2 separate regions of the Mus musculus genome follow, and region 1 is linked to region 2. The links are chromatin contacts, called in public Hi-C maps. All regions are on one chromosome and are shown on one strand. The core of a region is the stretch at or near the end of the contact, and the rest is flanking DNA. Distances in the headings are between cores, read along the strand shown. Region 1 overlaps Gm33085 (a long non-coding RNA gene). Region 2 has its middle 150 kb from the start of H2al2a.

Region 1 (4,972 bases), core at 177-2,676, 170 kb after region 2:
CCAGCTGCAGGGGATCTGACACCACTGCTGGTTTCCACAGGAACCCACACTTGTGCCATACATCCCCACATGCAAATAGACATGAAAATAACCTTTGTTTTCATCTTTAAAAAAAGAAAGAAAAGAAGAGAAGAGAAGAGAAGGGAAGGGAAGGGAAGGGAAGGGAAGGGAAGGGAAGGGAAGGGAAGGGAAGGGAAGGGAAGGAAAGGAAAGGAAAGGAAAGGAAAGGAAAGGAAAGGAAAAGAAAGGAAAAGAAAGGAAAAGAAAAGAAAAGAAAAGAAAAGAGAAGAAAAGAGAAGAAAAGAAAAGTTGTCTGTCTAGTTAAGTAGATCCTAACTCTCAGACATAGGAACTATTCCCCATTTTGTAGCTGCCGAGGATAAAAATTACTGAGACTGTCCACATAGCTCTCTAGGCCCGCTCTGGATCTCTTATTGAAGGCAAGCTGAAGAATATGCTCAGCCACAGCCACAGCTCTTTTTAATGAAGAGGGCAAGAGCCCAAAGAGTAATGAAATAAGAAGGCACTTCCGGTAGGCATCACATCAGGCTCTGACTGACTATCATGGAGAAATAAAATCTCAGCAAGGTCCAGGCTACTGAGACACATGTCAGCCAAGTCGGATTCCAGGATTGCATAGAGCCAGCATGAACCTGGCTTCTTTTCTTCCATGGTTGAATTTTTGTTTGGTTTCAGTTTGTTTGTTTGTTTGTTTGTTTGTTTGTTTGTTGGGGTGATGGGTGGTGAGACAGAGAAGGAAAGGAGATGGGGGGTTACTATTTAGTCTAGATTGGGCATGAACTCACTATGTAGTGCAGGTGGGCCTCAAAGCCATCCTCCTTGGTGGCCTCAGGCATGTTGAGATGATGGTTTTGAGTCACCACACCCAGCTTCTTCCTCTTTTTTTTTTTTCCTTTTATGCCCCCTCCCACCTTTTCATCTCTTTCTTTAATTGGGTGGCAGCGTTCACTGTATGTTGGGTGGGTAACAGCAGACTACATGCATTTCCAATGCAGTTTTTTATTGTTTTATTTTTTTAATTTAGAGCAAATAAACTGACTTTGAGGGGGGATTTTTTCTGAGACCTCCAGCCTACTTCCCTTTTTGATAATACTTTCCTGTTTGTTTGTTTGTTTGTTTTGAGACAGGGTATCCTCTCTATGTAGCCATGGCCATCCTGAAACTCTCTCTGTAGACCAGGCTAGCCTTGAACCCACAGAGATCTGCCTGCCTCTGCCTCCTGGATGCTGCTGTTAAAGACACATGTCACTATATCTTGCTACTTTCTTTTTGTTTGTTGTTATTTTTCAAGACAGGGTCTCTCTGTGTAGACCAGGTTGTCCTTGAACTCAGAGGTCAGCCTGCCTCTGCCTCTTGAGTGCTAGGATTAAAGGTATGAGCCACCACTACCCAGCAATAAACTATTTCAGTGACCCTGATGCAGACTCTTGCTCCAGGACACAAAGGCAGGGATCTACAGCCTTAACTCAGATCCGAGGCTTAGCACTCTTAAGCACAATTTCCCTAGCACTCTGGCTTTCTCACTTCCTCTGACCTCTATGACTAACTTAGTAGGAATCACTCTTTCTCCATCTCCCCTCCTTACAGCTGCCAGGATTTTCAGCCTACCTGTACTGCTGGTTTTTCTCTCCAATCCTAATAAAATTGTCCTCAAGCTTAAAAGGAGCGGGGCGTGGTGGCGCATGGCTTTACTCCCAGCACTCGGGAGGCAGAGGCAGGCAGATTTCTGAGTTCGAGGCCAGCCTGGTCTACAAAGTGTGTTTCAGGACAGCCAGGGCTATACAGAGAAACCCTGTCTTGAAAAAACAAAAAAAAAACAAAAAAAAAACAAAAAAAAAAAAACAAAAAAGAATAAAAGGTAAAAAGGAGCTGGGGACTGGAGAGATGGCCCAGCTTGCTGCTCTTGCAGAAGAATCTGAGGTTGGTTTCCAGCACCAACATGGCAGCTGTCACTCCAATTCCAGGGAATCTGACACCTTCATCTGATGTCCTAGTACGACATGCAATGCACATATTAAATATTAAAGAAGAGATAGAAGGCCCAGCCCCAGGGTCGGTAAGATGGCACCCCTGGTAAAGGCTCCGTGAAAGCCTTGTGACCAGAGTTCAATCCCTGGACTTCACAGTAAGTTGGAAGGACAGAATAGACATGAAAAGTTGGCCTCTAACCCTCATGCTTGTACCCTGGTGAATGCATACCCAGTAAATATATACATTTTTTTTTTAATGAATAGGAACCAAACTGGGTCTGCAAGATGGTTCAGTTAGTAAAAAGCATTACTGCCAAGTTTGGCCACCTGAGTTTAATTCCCCAGCCCACATGGTGAAAGGACAGAAATGACTCTGAAAGAGTAAACTCAGTGCTCCAAGGTATGCTAATCATAAAACAGATAGCGACATTCCTCCACCCACCCGCTTCCTGGGTTCAAGGAGTGTTCATTCAAAGAAAGTCACCCTGACCCACCCTGACCATTGCTGGAACCAGCTATGCAAAGGTGCTATTGTTAGGGGCTCATAGAAACTGTCTTGAGAAATAACCCTCACAATTACCAGGTATTCCTTGTGACACCTGTCACTTTGTACTTCCTTGTGACTCTTAACTGGTATTTTTAGTATTTTCCAACAACGCCCTCCCCACTTCCTTGAGTTGTGGTTTCTTCCTTTAAATACCCCCTTATCCAGCTACTCGGGGCGCCACGGTCCTCTACCCCTGCGTGGTGTATGACCGTGGGCCCTAGAGCGCTCTTGAATAAAAATCCTCTTGCAGTTTGCAGCAAGACCGTTTCTTGTGGGTGATTTTGGGGTGTCGCCTCTCCTGAGTCAGAACGTGGGGGAGTCCTCACATTGTGGGTCTTTCAACTCCAGAAATTACTCCTCTTACTTTCATATGCAAGCCATGATGCACATGTGGGTACACACACACACACACATACAAAATAATTATAATAGTAATAGTAATAATAATTCCTGAAAATGATAATTTCATATAATATACATTTTTTCTATTATAGAAAGACCAAACTGGACTAATGTGAGGTTAATGATATAATTATTTTCCCACATATTCCTTTTTGCTTTTTTGTTTTGTTTTGAGGGGATCTCTAAAAATACACGATGACTACACTATATAGAGGAAATGAGCTTGACCTTCTGATCTTCTCCATCTTTCAGAATGCTGGCATAATAGGCAACTCTGTAATTCCAATTTTAAAACCAGAAACCATCAGTTGGGAAGCCCAAGGCAGTAATATGGTTTAGAACCAGAAGTTTGAGCCCAGGAATTCAAATGTCAAGTTAGGCAACATAGCCAGACTCTGACTCAAAACAAAAGGACAAGAGAGATGACTCAGCAGTTTTGAAAAGGACCCAGGTTTGGTTCCCAGGACTACATGATGTCCCACAACTCTCCTCAATGAGCTCCCACACTAACTCTGGGTGACAGGCACACGTGTAGTGCACACACATACTTGCAGGCAAAACACTCCTATATCTAAAATGAATAAATCTTAAAAGAAAGGCACTCACAAGAACTGTGAGAATGTGGCTCAGTACTAGAGTACTTACCTGGCATGCCCTGGTAGAAGTCTCAAGCAAACAATAATAGTAGGAGTAATAGGATAGTTGTAGTTCTGATTTCTTTTTTTTTTTTTAAAGATTTATTTATTTATTATATGTAAGTACACTGTAGCTGTCTTCAGACACTCCAGAAGAGGGAGTGTCAGATCTTGTTACAGATGGTTGTGAGCCACCATGTGGTTGCTGGGATTTGAACTCCGGACCTTCGGAAGAGCAGTCGGGTGCTCTTACCCACTGAGCCATCTCACCAGCCCCCGTAGTTCTGATTTCTAAGACATGAAGAAAAACAATACACAAATAAAGCTATTTGAAAATTATAAGATTATTATCAAAAAATATGAACCTGATGTTTTGTGATTATAATCAGGATAGTATAAGCTTAAAGGCAGCCTGGCTTACATACACACTGAGTTCAAGGTCAGCCTAGGCAATTAACTGAGACTGTCACCAAAGTAAACACTACAGCTCAGTGACAAGCCAGTTGCCTAGCATGCATAAGAACCTAGGTGCAACCTCTAGTACAAAGGCTTTAGAAAAATCTACATGCAAGTGGTTATACACACACTCACACACCACACACACACACACACACACACACACACACACCTGATTTTTTGCTTTCTAATTCTTTTTAATGAGTTGCTCCCTTTCCCTTCTTTAGCTGGCCATGGCAATGCCTGTTCAGTTTTGCAGGCCAGCAGTTAACTGAGTTTCCTACTTACACTGGCCACTTGCCAGCTAAGACCCCTGAGACATGGTGTCAAAGACAGTGTTCCTGCAGTTGCCCATGGCACCACCACCACCACCCCTTCTTGGAAAGAACAAAGCACTTTCAATAGATGTAGGGGAAACATGGGAAGAGGTGGACTATGATGATCAACTTCTGATACAATCTATACAGCTACTTTTAAGAAGTCAGGTAAGCCTTAACTGTAATGAAAATATTGGAATGTTGATTTCTTTTAAAAACACAGAAATATTGTAAGAAAGTGTTTCTGTTTTAATGCCAGGTGTGGGAGAAGGGGCTGCTTCAGATTGTCCACAGTAGCTGACTACTGCTCTAGCAGAGGCATGGTTTTGCCAGCTGCAGATAGTTTTTGTGATTGCATGACTTCTGGGAACTTTTCAGAGGATATATAAATCCTAAAGCCTCAAGAGACAGGGTGGGTGATTATTACTTGTTTCCGGGAGTTGGCTGAGATTTGTTAGTAGCCATGGTCAAATTAGTTTTGTGGATTTTCCTAATTCCTTCTCTCCTTCCTTCTCTCCTATCTAGTGTTAGGGAGTAAAATGGAGGTTGAAAGGTTACATAAAGGAAGGGAAAAAGAACCCACAAAGTAGTAATGGCTAGCTACATTTAACTTTAATTGTTGTT
Region 2 (5,403 bases), core at 1,224-3,723:
AATTAATACTGTCCATGTAGTGTTAAGACCATTTGCTGCTCTTGCTCATGATGCTGATTCAATTCCAAGCACTAAGTGATGGGTCACAGCCATCTGTAACTCCACTGGCAGGGGATAGGACACCCTCTTCTGGCCTCCATTGGCACCAGACACAAACAAAGTATATATATGCAGACAAACATCATAGATATAAAATAAATAAATCCTGGGGAAGGGGAGGGTGTCTCTCTTGCTTATTTTGGAAACTATGCTTCTGTGTGGACGAGTCAGTTGCAGATAGATTCTCCAAGCTCTTCCTGGACTTTCGTGGGTGTAGAACCTCAGCTAACCTTTCCGTACTTGGCCCTCCCACCTTGGTGATCTCTTTGTAGTGACAAGCATAAAAGCATCCTACCACAGGACCCATGCCTCATACTCGGCAGCTTCTCTCAACAGGCCCACTCAGTGAGGAGCTCAGTGCGTGAGTGACACCCACCTTCTCCAGTCAAGGATCAGTTCTAAGGGACATCCTCTTCCACATCTTCACAGATGCTGTGGAACCTGCTCATTAGTTTCTCTAGAACATGTCCCAAACACAAACAAGATGAATTTGTGTCCTCAAAATTTGCAGGTAGGTATTTGAAACCCCAAAAGACAGAGCCCTGTTGCATTCTGGGTAACCAGTGAGGTTTGATGGACCTGACACCTCATGCTTGACTAGCTGTCCTGTCTTCAGGTCCCCAACGCTCTTTCATTAAGCCTCACTGGTCCTCCACCACCAAACCTTCCAAAACATGATGTGTTTGGAAGGTTCTAGAGCCTTCTGCAAAATCCAAACTCTATCTTTGTTATTAGGCGGACCAAGATTCTTATGTGCTGTGTTTAGCCCAATTGATGCTATGTCATTAGAGTCAGGGTGCAGGTCCTACCTGCTCCTGGCAGCACCAGGCCAGTGTGCCCAACATTTGAGTTTCCTTGGAAGGGATGTCTAAGGATGCCCAAAGGTCTTACTCTGGACTGGCTGTACTTCAAGTTCCTCTCATGACAGTCACACAGTCGTGCCTGGTGGATGCTCAGCCTCTTTTTGTTGGTGCAACCCTGGGTACATTATATGAGTTCCCTGAGTTCTGCCTTGTTCATCAGGTGTTGATCAGACATTATCAACGCTTAGTAAGGCTGGTAAATGAAATTAGTGTCAGCTAGACACCTTTCTCCAACAGCAGTCTTCCATTAATCACTATAGACCTGTGCTGCCCACAACTGAAGCCACAAGCTCTATGTGACTATTTTACATTTAAATTTAAATGGATTAAAAGGAAAATCCAGGTCTTCAGTCTCACTAGCCATATTTTGAAGAGTCACTAGCCACATGGGACCGATGGCTATCATGCTAGATATTTCCTTCACTGCAGAAAACTCTGCCAGAGAATTTTTTAAGATCTCAATGCCAGACTTCATCCCAGAGCAGTTTAATGGGAACTGCTCGGTGGAAATCTACCACTAAGAGGGTTTTGTTTTGTTTTGTTTTGTTTTGTTTTGTTTTGTGTGTTTTTAAGGATTTTGTTTTGTTTTGTTTTTTAATTTGGGAACATTGGCATGGAGGTGCCAGTGCCCACAGAGGCCAGAAGAGGTCACTGGATCTCCTGGAACTGGAGTTATAGGGCATTGTAAGCGACCCGATGAGGATGCAGGGAACCAAACTTAGGTCCCCTGCAACAACAGTGTATACTCTACACTGCTAAGCCATCTCCCAGCCCTTATTTTGTTTGTTAGTTTTCATCTGTTTGTTTTAAATTTGGGTTTTGAGTTCCCCAGTGGTGGCCAGTGTCAGCTGGGGTTGATAACCACTGCCCTAGACACACTCTCATCAATAATGTTCTGTTCCTGAAGATTCCACCAACACATGCTGACCTTTGACCCCTGGCTGGGAATGCATCAGAGAGAGCTACCACTCCCCCACCCACAGCCAAAGTATTTGTTGCCATTAGCAGTCATTTGACACCAAACCTTAACTACTCCTCAATGCTTGCTTACTCTGACTGAGTTTTCTCACAGCCTTAGTAGATTGTAAGCAACCTCAGGCAAAAACCTAGCCAAGCCAACAGAGGGCTAAGCTGAGGTCCTGGAGCAATACAGTTCCTGGTATCTCCATTAGCTGTCCAGCCACGGGAGAGCAGGGCCTGCCTCTGTCTGCGGAGACCTTACAACTAAAATGTCCTCAATGAAGTGAACATAAATATATAGTTCCTTAAGCCTGGGGTAGACGGGTAAGCGCGTCAAACTTCAGCTAGCAGAAAGCAACTGAATGCAGAATTCTATGTCTGGTGCAAAGGAAGTGGGAAGCAATTAGAAGTTCAACACCTAGTAAGTTTTCACAGTGTCTTTTCATGCATTCTCCACGAAGAATTACTCATTCCTGGCTTGTCGGTGACATCATTGAGGCTTGGTGACTCACAGCCAAGAACCCAGTGAGCTGAGGTAGATTCTCCCTTTTAGAATAAGAACCAGGTGCCTTTCTTTCACCCTGTGTAGCCAATGTCTCTCCCAGCACTGTGTGACTGACAGCGTGCATAAAAAAGTGAAAACCCCACATTTGATGAAGGAGAGAGTATCTGTGTAGGTCAGCAATACATTGTTGTAACAAGTTACCCCAGCGGAACAACTTAAAAAGAAGAAACAGTGTTTGGATTCACAGTCTTTCAGGTTTTCTGTGGTTTTTACTGGCCTGGTTGCTTTTACACCTATAGGAAAGCAACTGTCATGAAGAGGAGCCTGTGGGGGTGGGGACAATACTGCTGGTCTCTTGGCAGCTGAGAAGGGAAGGGAAAGAGAGGGAGTCAAGAAACTGAATTACCGGGCTGGTGAGATGGCTCAGTGGGTAAGAGCACCCGACTGCTCTTCTGAAGGTCCAGAGTTCAAATCCCAGCAACCGCATGGTGGCTCACAACCATCCGTAACGAGATCTGACTCCCTCTTCTGGGGTGTCTGAAGACAGCTACAGTGTACTTACATATAATAAATAAATCTTTAAAAAAAAAAAAGTTAAAAAAAAAAAAAAAAAAAAAAAAAGAAACTGAATTACCAAAAGCTCCTCAAGGGTATGACCTAAGTCACTGGAAGGCCCCCACTCAGTCCTTTTCCCCCTGTGGGCTGCCCTGGAAACCATTATGTAGATCAAGCTGGCCTTGAACCCACAGATATCCGCCTGCTTCTGCCTCCTGAGTGCTGGGATTAAAGTCATGTACACTGCACCTGGCTCCCCTCTTGGAGGTTCTTCATCTCCCAGACTATTGATCTAATGTTTAGGGAATGAGCCTTTGGGAACATTTATCCAAAGCAGAGTGCAAGTGTTGATAAACCATTAAATAAGATACTACCTGGTCCATTAGGGCAAATGAAAGAGATCAGCCTTGAACTGAGTTTAAAATAATAGCTTTTATAAAACCAGAGACTACGACTAAAGGAAATCTACGCAGTCCATTTAACATGGAGAGGCTCACGGCATTATGTGTGAAGAACTGCTCACCAAGAAGGAGACAATATGTACTTATTAGTGAGAGCAAACTGCTGAACATGGAGTTGTTCCAGGAACTGACCACGTGACCCAGCTAATTAATCTGCATGATCTGGTCATGATCCTCTTCCTCCCAACCCCCGCCCCAGCACACACACACACACACACACACACACACACACACACACACACACACACCACCTAGGAGGAAACAGAGACTTAGGCTAAGCCTGCCCCAAATCACTTAGCCAATGAGGTGGCTATCAATGGTCGCAATAATGAAGTGATATGACCAAGGCAACTTATGGAATGAAGAGTTTCTTTGGAGTTCCAGTTTCAGAAGGAGATTCCATAACGGCAGGGGAGGCCTGGCAGCAGATGGCCAGAGCAGGAAGCTAAGAGATGACTTCCTCAACAACATGTGGAAAGCAGGAAGGGGGCAGGAAGTGCAGGAAGGCGATGAAGTGGCCCACTTCCTCCGGCAAGGCTCCACCTCCTCAAACAGCAACACCAACCTAGGACTGAGAGATCACCATGTGAGCCTGTGGGGACATTTCTCACGCAAACCACCATATCATGCTTTTTTTTGTTGTGTTTTTGTTTTTGTTTTTTCGCAACAGGGTTTCTCTATGTAACCCTGGCTGTCCTGAAACTCACTCTGTAGACCAGGCTGGCCTCAAACTCAGAAATCCGCCTGCCTCTGCCTCCCGAGCGCTGGGATTAAAGGTGTGCGCCACCACACCCGGCCAGATCATGCTTTTTAATTCAAAAAGCTATCTGAGAAAGATTGAGTAATCACAATGCCTCCTTAAAAATGGCCACCCAGCAAAACCTGAGTGTGTCACCAAACGTTACGCTGAGTGTGTCACCAACCATTATACTGTGTGTGTCACCAACCATTATACTGTGTGTGTCACCAACCATTACACTGAGTGTGTCACCAACCATTACACTGTGTGTGTCACCAACCGTTACACTAATAGTAATATATCCTGCACAAGGCTGCAGAACTGTCACCTTTATAAACTAGGTTGACTGTGGTGCCTCTCGCTGAACTATTGTCTATACTAAATGACAAAAGCTACTTCAAGGACTTACCCTAGTCTCTGACAAGCAGGAAGTGCTCGGTAAGTTCAAGCAATCCTAGTATTAAGAGCATCTATCTGAGTAAAGGTTAGTCTCTGTCCTAGGTAGCGTTACTACTGCTGTGATGAAACACCATGACAGGAGCAAGTTGGGGAGAAAAGTGTTTATTATTTGGCTTTCCCTTCCACATCACAGTCCACCTTTGAAGAAAGCCAAGACAGGGATAGAACCTGGAGGCAGGAGCTGCTCCAGAGGCCACAGAAGGGTGGCTGTTTATTGATTCATTCTCCATGGCTGGCTTAGCCTGCTTTCTTTTTTTTTTTTTTTTATTAGATATTGTCTTCATTTACATTTCAAATGCTATCCCAAAAGTCCCCCAAACCCTACCCACCCACTCCCCTACACACCCACTCCCACTTCTTGGCCCTGGCGTTCCCCTGTACTGAGGCATATAAAGTTTGCAAGACCAATGGGCCTCTCTTTCCACTGATGGCCAACTAGGCCATCTTCTGCTACATATGCAGCTAGAGACAAGAGCTCCGGGGTACTGGTTAGTTCATATTGTTGTTCCACCTATAGGGTTGCAGACCCCTTCAGCTCCTTGGGTACTTTCTCTAGCTCCTCCATTGGGGACCCTGTGTTCCATCCTATAGATGACTGTGAGCATCCACTTCTGTATTTGCCATTAGCCTGCTTTCTTATCGAACCCAGGACCATCAACCCAAGTGTAGCACCACCCACAATGTGCTAGGCCATCCCCCATCAATCGCTAATTAAGAAAATGCCCGACAAACCAGTCAGTGGTGACACGTGCCTTTAATCCC

What was found. Hi-C and Micro-C count contacts between places; a contact is called where the count stands out from the background.
Region 1: a Hi-C map of trophoblast stem cells shows a contact between it and region 2, with 1.6 times the contacts expected there. The contact joins two enhancer-like sites. A contact is called at or near these places in 2 of 39 promoter capture datasets (both in embryonic stem cells), 2 of 15 datasets of contacts at CTCF or cohesin (CD8 T cells and embryonic stem cells), 65 of 484 Hi-C or Micro-C datasets (B cells, the C2C12 cell line, the G1E-ER4 cell line and 27 more), 25 of 115 datasets of contacts at active chromatin or transcription factors (astrocytes, bone marrow-derived dendritic cells, cardiomyocytes and 15 more) and 2 of 9 other capture datasets (adipose tissue and embryonic stem cells).

The regions. Positions count from the first base shown.
Region 1 is chr2:18,015,940-18,020,911 of GRCm38.p6, forward strand. Gm33085 (a long non-coding RNA gene) reads right to left here. Exons shown (of 3, transcript XR_001783238.2): 3 at 3,655-3,866. Among named protein-coding and RNA genes, the nearest start is that of Gm17762, 8.8 kb to the right of the region's middle. Within about 2 kb of position 1,427, at least 5 of the 459 cell types and tissues checked have an H3K27ac peak or open chromatin away from gene starts, as enhancers often do. A contact at or near this core is called in trophoblast stem cells, where this site is marked.
Region 2 is chr2:17,842,843-17,848,245 of GRCm38.p6, forward strand. No RefSeq gene overlaps it. Among named protein-coding and RNA genes, the nearest start is that of H2al2a, 150 kb to the right of the region's middle. Within about 2 kb of position 2,474, at least 35 of the 459 cell types and tissues checked have an H3K27ac peak or open chromatin away from gene starts, as enhancers often do. A contact at or near this core is called in trophoblast stem cells, where this site is marked.